3 separate regions of the Mus musculus genome follow, and all the other regions are linked to region 2. A link is a contact called in public HiChIP or PLAC-seq data. All regions are on one chromosome and are shown on one strand. Each heading gives the region's core, a stretch centred on a gene start, on an enhancer-like site or on the middle of the called end of the contact. The rest is flanking DNA. Distances are from core to core; before and after follow the strand shown.

What was found. HiChIP or PLAC-seq counts read pairs in DNA pulled down with a chosen protein or histone mark.
Region 1: an H3K27ac HiChIP or PLAC-seq map of trophoblast stem cells shows a contact between it and region 2, with 27 read pairs. The contact joins two enhancer-like sites. A contact is called at or near these places in 2 of 15 datasets of contacts at CTCF or cohesin (CD8 T cells and large pre-B cells), 3 of 484 Hi-C or Micro-C datasets (bone marrow-derived macrophages, liver and nephron progenitors), 18 of 115 datasets of contacts at active chromatin or transcription factors (CD8 T cells, the HPC-7 cell line, bone marrow-derived macrophages and 11 more) and 4 of 9 other capture datasets (adipose tissue, embryonic stem cells, liver and 1 more).
Region 3: a contact with region 2 is called in an H3K27ac HiChIP or PLAC-seq map of trophoblast stem cells, with 42 read pairs. The contact joins two enhancer-like sites. A contact is called at or near these places in 3 of 15 datasets of contacts at CTCF or cohesin (CD8 T cells, large pre-B cells and pro-B cells), 12 of 484 Hi-C or Micro-C datasets (the AML12 cell line, ECoMG myeloid progenitors, the HPC-5 cell line and 8 more), 16 of 115 datasets of contacts at active chromatin or transcription factors (the HPC-7 cell line, bone marrow-derived dendritic cells, bone marrow-derived macrophages and 11 more) and 4 of 9 other capture datasets (adipose tissue, embryonic stem cells, liver and 1 more).

Annotation. Positions count from the first base shown.
Region 1 is chr11:54,743,131-54,745,986 of GRCm38.p6, reverse strand. All of the region lies in intron 2 of Cdc42se2 (CDC42 small effector 2), which reads left to right. Among named protein-coding and RNA genes, the nearest start is that of Cdc42se2, 43 kb to the left of the region's middle. Within about 2 kb of position 1,511, at least 8 of the 459 cell types and tissues checked have an H3K27ac peak or open chromatin away from gene starts, as enhancers often do. A contact at or near this core is called in embryonic stem cells and trophoblast stem cells, where this site is marked.
Region 2 is chr11:54,844,574-54,847,361 of GRCm38.p6, reverse strand. All of the region lies in intron 4 of Lyrm7 (LYR motif containing 7), which reads left to right. It also overlaps the pseudogene Gm18818. Among named protein-coding and RNA genes, the nearest start is that of Gm31490, 14 kb to the left of the region's middle. Within about 2 kb of position 1,386, at least 127 of the 459 cell types and tissues checked have an H3K27ac peak or open chromatin away from gene starts, as enhancers often do. A contact at or near this core is called in CD8 T cells, Th2 cells, double positive thymocytes and 5 more, where this site is marked.
Region 3 is chr11:54,762,897-54,765,596 of GRCm38.p6, reverse strand. All of the region lies in intron 1 of Cdc42se2 (CDC42 small effector 2), which reads left to right. Among named protein-coding and RNA genes, the nearest start is that of Cdc42se2, 23 kb to the left of the region's middle. Within about 2 kb of position 1,401, at least 57 of the 459 cell types and tissues checked have an H3K27ac peak or open chromatin away from gene starts, as enhancers often do. A contact at or near this core is called in CD8 T cells, Th2 cells, double positive thymocytes and 4 more, where this site is marked.

The DNA.
Region 1 (2,856 bases), core at 262-2,761, 100 kb after region 2:
ATGGCCTCCATGAGCACTGTGCACATCACGCACACAGAGGAAGTAGAGAGGAAGAGGTACTAGAGAGGTGATTCCGTGGTTAAGAGTATTCACTGCTCTTTTAGAGAACCCAGGTTCAATTCTTAGCACCTACAAGGCAGCTCACAACCATTTGTAACTCTACTTCCAAGAGTTTTGATTTCCTTTTTTGAACTTTGTGGCCATTAGGCCACAGACAAGGTGCATCTACACACATGGAAGCAAAAAACCTATACACGTAATGTTTTTAAATTAAAAGATAAATCTTTCAAAATATGTATATAGACACTTGTGTGATGCACAAATGTCCTGGTTAACAAATACTTTTATATAGCTATCACCCAGGTTTAAAAGAGATCAGGACTAGGGTCATAGCCAGTGGTGGACTGCTTGCCTGACTTTCATTCCAGCCCAACATGGAGTCAGGAGGAGGGCAGAACGGAGTCAGTGGTCCAGGAGTATTTATGCGCATCCCTTTCTGTTTGTATTCCTGCCCTTGAATGCCCTCCTGGCTGTTAACAACTTTACTTTGACTTATTTTTCTATCTCTAGACAAAAATTACCCAAACTGGTTTTGAAATTTGTGGCAGTGGTTCTCTGTGTGCTGTTTTATATAATGCTTTTCAAGAATCATCGTGCTCTGTAAAGCTGGTATTTATTGTTTTTTTGTATGAATATAACATTTTCATTTAAAAAACATTTCCCTCTTGATGTTAAAGAGATGGTTCAGTGGTTAAGGGTGCATAGTTCTACTAGAGGACCTCAGTTCTGTTCCCAGCATCCACATTGGGTGGCTCATGTCACACACACACACACACACACACACACACACACACACACACCACCTGCCCTTGCAACACCAGAGCCAGGTCGTCTGACACGGTTTTCTGGCCTCCACGTGTACTTGTATGCATGTGCACATGCCCTTAGATTACAGTAAGACATGGATGGTAGTGTGTGCTTGTAGGCTGAGCTACCTGGGAGGCTGAGGCTGAGGCTGAGGCTTGGAAGTCAGAACTAATCTGGGCAACATAGTACCATCTCATCTTGGGAAAACAAAACAAAACAAAACCACCACCACCAAAAAAATCCTGTATGTTACTTTATACTTGTATTTGTAATTTAAAATTTTGATATCAAATAAGAACATGTAGTATGCAGTGTCTGTGCATATAGCATCTAATTTAGCCTTCATTTTAGATCTGGAAACTGAAACACGGCATTCTGTTTTACAACAGAAAAATAATGGGTGCTAGGGCCTGTCACTTCTCCATGCTAGCAGTTCTAAATGATTGGAATACTTAAGCTTCTGAAAGTCTTTGGATCGCTAGGGGAATGCCACTCTCAGTCACAGCATCTAAACTTGGCCACTTGTCTTTATTTCAAAGTCTAAATTCTGACTTGAGTGTGCCCAGTTTCTGAATTGTGTCCAGCTCTTCCTTCTCTAAGATTAGGTTTTAGAAGAAAGCTCTGCTGCTATAGACCAGTCTGATGTTGATTTATGTGTGGAATGTGCTGAGCTGTGTAGCTGTTGGAATGCCGCTCCCCTGTGCATAGTTTGTCTGTTTTGGTTTTGTTTTGTTTTGTTTTGTTTTGTTTTAAGTGTAGGGGTTTTGCCTTGGTTTGTATTTTGTTGAGAACACTCATGTAGCCCAGGCTAGCCTCAGACTTGCTGTATAGCTGAAGGTGACCTTGAACTCCTGATCCTTTTGTCTTCTGTAACAAACAGTACTTAGATTTAAAAGTATAAAGTTTTGAAAATGGAAGTATTTTAAGCAACTTTCAGCTCAAGAAGTGAAGGTAACTATTGATAGAATAACAATGTTGAATTTTTTAGCAACAGATTCAGTATTCCTTGAAGATGTTTATATATAAATATTTTAGGTTCATACACCTGAAATAATTCTAAAAATGTAGTTTGCAGAGGGCAAGCACATTAACATTTCCCAAGGCATTGTAGGAAACATCTTTTGTTGTTGTTTTAGGTTTTGTTTTTGTTTTTTTGATACAGGATTTCTCTGTGTAGTCCTGACTGTCCTGGAACCCAATCTGTAGATCAGGCTAGCCACAAACTCACAGTGATCTCCTGCCTCTGCCTCCCTGGTGCTGGGGATTAAAGGTGTGTCCACTGGATATGTGAAGAAAATACAAATTTGGGGAAATGTGGTGTATTGGCTGGTTTTGTGTCAACTTGACACAGGCTGCAGGTATCACAGAGAAGGGAGCTTCAGGTGAGGAAATGCCTCCATGAGATCCAGCTGTAAGGCATTTTCTCAATTATTGATCAAGAGGGGAGGGCCCCTTGTGAGTGGTGCCATCCCTGGGCTGGTAGTCTTGGGTTCTATAAGAAAGCAAGCTGAGCAAGGCAGGGGAAGCAAGCCTGTAAGTAACATCCCTCCATGGCCTCTGCATCAGCTCCTGCTTCCTGACCTGCTTGAGTTCCAGTCCTGACTTCCTTTTGTGATGAACAGCAATGTGGAAGTGTAAGCTGAATAAACCCTTTCCTCCCCAACTTGCTTCTTGGTCATGATGTTTGTGCAGGAATAGAAACCCTGTCTAAGACATGGGGGTTGGTAGGCAGTTATTATAGATGGTAAAGCAAGAAGTTCCATGTTAATTTAAACAGTGTAGCCATTTAAGACAGGTGACTAAAGGGGCAAAATGGACCTGCTGGAAATGAGAAGTTAACATTCAAAGGTGGGTTGTAGCTCTTTATATATAAACCAGAACATGTGACATACATGGACAAACCAAATAACACATGTGAAAATACTAGAGGAGCTTCGTGTCTATGGGCTGCACTGTGGTGAGCAGTGAGGGTGTTTCCACAAAGGCACT
Region 2 (2,788 bases), core at 137-2,636:
TGTATGTGTCACATGCATCTACATACATACATACATACAAGAGGAGGTCAGAAGATAGCTTTTAACACGTGGGTTTGAGAAATTGAATTTGGGGTGCCAGGCTTGGTGACATGCACCTCTACCCATCTAACAGGCCCCTTAGTTAGCAATTGTCTGCTGACTAAGGAAGCGTGAACACCTTCAGTTAGTGCAGGTCAGAGTGTTCTCTTTATAAAGTACCTATTGAAGCCTCTGTTCACTTGTCTCTCTTTATTGACGTAAAGGAATTCTGTGTGTTCTAAATACAAACCTTTTGTTGGATGTGTGCAGCCTAAGAGCCTTCTCCCGTGTCTTTTCCCTTTGAGGAGTTCCTTATTTGAATGGAGGCTACTTGGCCTATTTTTCTTTTCTGGTGGGTACTTTTGGATCCTGTTGTAGAATACTTAAATATCAAGCAAGGTCATGGATGGATTCTTCCGTGCTTTGTTCCAAAAGGTAGCTTTTGGTTATCTACCAAAGTTGGATTTGTGTGTTTTAAGAGCACTCGGTACACCCTCCTCCCACTGTGAGATGAGCTTCCACAGCAAACTAGATGACTGAACCGTGTAAAGGCTCTTAACTCTTTCTCTAAACAAACAAGAACTAAAACCTGACTCCTTCACCTGTGCAGCTGCCGTGCAGACCCTCCGCACACAGGATTTTGGGTTTCTCCTGGTGTACAATTAGCATCTCCTCCCTCTCTCCCTCTATGGGAAGGCAGCATCTCACATTCCTTTTGTTTTGTTTTGTTTTGTTTTGTTTTTATTTATCTTTGAGATAGGGTCTCTCTGTGTAGCCCTGGCTGTCCTAGAACTTGCTACATAGATCAGACTGGCCTCGAATTCCAAGAATCTGCCTGCCTCCCTCTCCCAGTGTTGGAATTAAAGGTGTGTTATGCTAACAGGCTGGGCCTAATATCTCCTGTGTCTTGAAATCACTTCCAGAAAACCCATCAGTTTCCTGGGCAACTTGTAGCAGATCTGCAAGCCTCACCTGATTGTTTAAGATAAGTTTCAAGATTGGTCTCTTTGTTTTGGAGCTGGCTGCTTGGAGTAAAATCTTACAGACATTCTTCTCATTCTAGCCTAGTCAGGGTGCGATCACTGTGACTTGGCAGCTATGATTAGTATCTCGTCCAGTCCCAGAGACTCCTAAACTAAGCTCTCCTCATGGCTGTAGCTTCGTGGTCAGAACTTGAACAGCTTTATAGAAAGGAGTCTTTATAACATAATGGAAGGCTGTAGCTTTGTGGTAAAGTAGAAAAACAATAGCAGCCAATTTCGGAGATTCTTCACACCACTTACCAGTGTTGGAAGACTGAAAGTTAATGTGACCAACAGACAGCTGCTTTAGCTGTAGCCATGGTGATAAATGTTTTCCCACAGCCTGGAGGCGTGGAAACAGGAATACATTTTGGAAGCTGCAGAAGTCTGGACTTCTCAAACGAGTGCTTTTCTGATAGGGAACATGTCTGTCAGCTCTGGCATCTTCTCAGTCTGCTGTGACTTCCAGGTCATGTGGACATTAAGAGGGTCTCTGGGTGAGCAACTGTTGAAAAGCATCCTTCAGGGAAGACCACTTGGACACAGGTTCAAGACACACCTTAGTTAGGGACTTTCCCAGAACTGTGGACCTTGATGAATGAAGTCCTTTTGTTTCCTGTGGCAGATGTCGCTTCCCCTGACCTGGGTCCAGGCCTGAATGGAATGCCCATCATGGCGTCCATTGTGCTGAAATCTGCTCCACAACAATGGCAGTTCATTCTCTGAGAGTTCCACATCCCACACACCACTTTCCTTTGTTAGTTCCTCTGCTTCTGAGCTGCTCTCTGGTAGGGACAGTTGCACCTTCCAGCCTTTGATAGTAAAGTATCTGAATTCGACAAATGTTAAAATGTTAAATGGAACCTCAAGTGAGTACGGCAAATCGCAGTGGCCATTACTAAAAGATGACTGACTGTCTTTAGTGCTTACAGTTGGGTCAGGATGCCTGCTTGTGGCTTCGTGTTTCTGGAAGCAGACTTGAAGTTTCCAATTTCTGAGCAAGATTGCATTGCTAAGGAACCCAGGCTTGTCTGGTTTAAGTCTACTCTTGACGCCTTCCCTGGTCTCCTGAACTCAGAGTAACAGGAAGTGGACTGGGACAGCTTCTGAAGACCCCCCAAAGAGGCTGTCTTCCCCAAGATCTCCATCTCCCCAGGACAGGAAGTGGCTCAGAGTGCGGTCAGAGGGGGATTTGAGTCTCTTGAAACTAGATTTGGTAGTGCCAAATTGGCAGGCTGAGGAATTATTCTGTTATTAAGTCATTATCTTTTCCTGTCCCGGGGATGAGGATTTTCTGTGGCCTGACCACTACCACGATTCCCAATCCCATGTTTTTATTCTTCATCCCGTCCTTTATTTCTAACTAAAGCAGCATCAGTGTTTACCGTGTGAGCCACAAGTAGACCCATTGGGTAGAGCAGGCCAGCCCATTAACCAGAGCCTCAATATGAATCCTGGTGAGGCTCTGGGGACAGGTAGTAAATGAGAGTGTTCTGTGACTTGCTTATTGCCCATGTTCATGTCCAGAGAGGGACATCAAGGAAGATATAATGTGATTTCCCAGACGCTCTGGCATCTTCTATAAGCACCTACCTACTGCGCGTTATTTCCACGGAAGCCGTTGTTTTGCAGAGGAGGAACGGTCTGGGTGGGGCGCCCCTCCTGCTCTTTGTTCTTCCTTCCTGCTGTGCAAATGTGGTGGCAGCAGAAGGGAGGGAAGGCAGACT
Region 3 (2,700 bases), core at 152-2,651, 82 kb after region 2:
TGCACTGGCAATTTAGATTCACTATAGAGAACTCAAGGGAGAATGGTGGTCAGTGCAGTAACATGATTTAAGATTGCGCATGTGCAACTGTCCAGTGAGTAGTCTGGGAGATAAAAGTTATTGAGTTTTAAAACATTTCTATACTTGGCAGAGCAAAAGGAACATTTTATTTATATAGGGTGGCTTTTTTGTTTGTTTGTTTTGTTTTTTTGGCTTCTGAAACAGGGTCTAACAGTGTAGATTAAACTGATTTTAAACTCCTGATTTTCTGCTTCGGTCTGCTGGATGCTGGCCTTACAGATGGTTGTATCACCAAGCTGGCAAGGAAACTTTTAAAACAACAGCAATTGCATCTTTATGTTAACAGAAATGTATTTAATTTAGAAAAACCGGATCATTGTAGTCTTAGGAGTTGTCTTAGTTAGGGTTTCTATTGCTGGGAAGAGACATCACGTCCATGGCAATTCTTATAAAGGAACATATTTAACTGGAATTGGCTTGCAGTTTCAGAGGTTTAGTCCATTATCATCATCATGAAAAGCACACATGGTGCTAGGAGGAGCTAAGATTGTACACCTTGATCACAGGCAACAGGAAGTGAACAGGCTTGAGCTTTTGAGACCTCAAAGTCACACACCTCCTCCAGCAAAGCCACACCCACTCTAGGGACACACCTCCTAGTAATTGCCACTCCCTATGGACCTGTGGGGGCCATTTTTATCCAAACTACCACAGGAGTGTTAGTATTTTATTAGTCCATTAATTGTCATACATTATACATAAAATAATTCCACATTACATCTGTCAGAACTTTGTTTTCTTGTTTTTTGAATGATGAAGTTTCGGGCATTTGCCACCAGGCCAGGTTTAATTCTTCATACTGACCTTACAAATTAAATTCATAATACGAAGTCTTATGTATTAGACTTCTAAAATGGGGTGAAGGAATAAATACAAGTAATGTGTGTTTAAACACAAGACACTTACGTAACTTTCAGAGTCTATTCTATGAAACAAACACTTTACGGTTTCAGAAGGACAGTTGGTGGTGATAGAATTACTGAATAAGGAGGATCAGGCTTCAGGGTCATTCTCAAGGTAGAGCAGATGTGTGTGTGTGTGTGTGGGGGGGGGGGGGGGGGATCAGGAGTTCCTGGACCATGTGAGACTGTCTCAGCAACCCCCCCCCCCACACACACACAAAAGGGAATGGGTGGTCTGGAAGAATAGAATTGAAGTAGTTTTGAATTAATATATTCAAGAAGATAGGCCCATAGTTATGTCCTAGGGGTCAGGAAGTTGAAACTGGCAGGTGGCTGTCAGAACTCTGAATCTGGGGCCACAGCTGCTGCTGGTGACAGTGGCTTCTGAAGGTGATCCTCCTCCTGCGCACTAAGCACTCAAACTCATCAGCACAGGAAGCCTGCAAGCCTCACAGTGCTGCTCACGCCCAGGAGCTGCTTACTCAGCCCTGCTTACGTTCCAGATAAATTAACTACAAGAGGAAGATCTGGAAAAGGTAGGGGATTGCTTTTGGTGGTGGTTGTTACTTTTTTGGAAAAAAAAATGTCCAGCCCTGAAGTACAGGAAGGGACGTAACCTGGGAGCATGAGCATCCTTCTGCTCTACAAGGCATGCATGCAGGGTGTTCTGAAGGTGGTAAGATTCAAAACATTTCAACATAGATTTGATACATTCTGAAGTGTTATCTAAATATGAACCATTAATTTTGTTGTTTATATAAAGTTGTTTTTTTTTCCAGGCCTAATGTTTTCGGTTGCAAGTAAGCTAGTGTTAGTAAAAAACCTTTTATAGTGTGTTTCCTGTTTGTAGTGAATGGTGGAAGTATGCCTGGGGATGGAACTGTAAAACCTTTATTTTTCTCTCTTACTGCTGGAGTGTGTGTGTGTGTGTGTCACAGCATGCATGCACAGGTGAGAGGAGGAGGGTCTTTTGTTCACAGGTTGGTTGGCTGGTGAGTTTTCTTGGATTCTCCTATTTCTGTAGGCTTCCGGTTTTCCTTGGGTACTCGGAAGTCACACTCAGGTTCTCATGCTGTGCAAGGACTTTATTTGCTGAACCATCTCTACTTGCTATGTTTTATTTTTTTTTAAATTCAGTTTATCTTTATTATCTTGCTGAAATGATATTGCGGTAATTTTTAAAAAGAATGTGTGGGGGGTTATACTGGGGAGGGGGCTCTGCTCAGAGGAGAAGGGGAGGGAGAGGATCTGTGTGAAGGGGTACTTGGAGGAGAGGGGGGCTGATATTGGGATGTAAAGTGAATGAATAAATAAATAAAATTTTAAAATATTAAAAAAAATATGTACAACAGGCTAGATGTGGTGGCACATACCCTTTACTACCAGTAGTCCCAGGCAGAGACGGGCGGATCTCTGAGTGTGAGGCCCTCCTGGTCTACAGATCAAGTTCCAGAACAGCCAAGGCTACACAGGGAAACCCTGTCTCAAAAATAAGATTGTGCATGAGGAATGAACAAGTCTTACCCAGACTAGAGCGGGAAGATGTTTGCTTTCATTATGTATTTGTTTCTAAGATTTGTTTTATTTTGTGTTTATGAGGGTTTTGCATCAGATCGTCTGGAACTGGAGTTAAGATAGGTGTGAACCACCACATGGAGGTTGGAAGTTGAACTTGAGTCCTCAGAAAGAACAGTGCTGTTAACTGCTGAGCCATCTC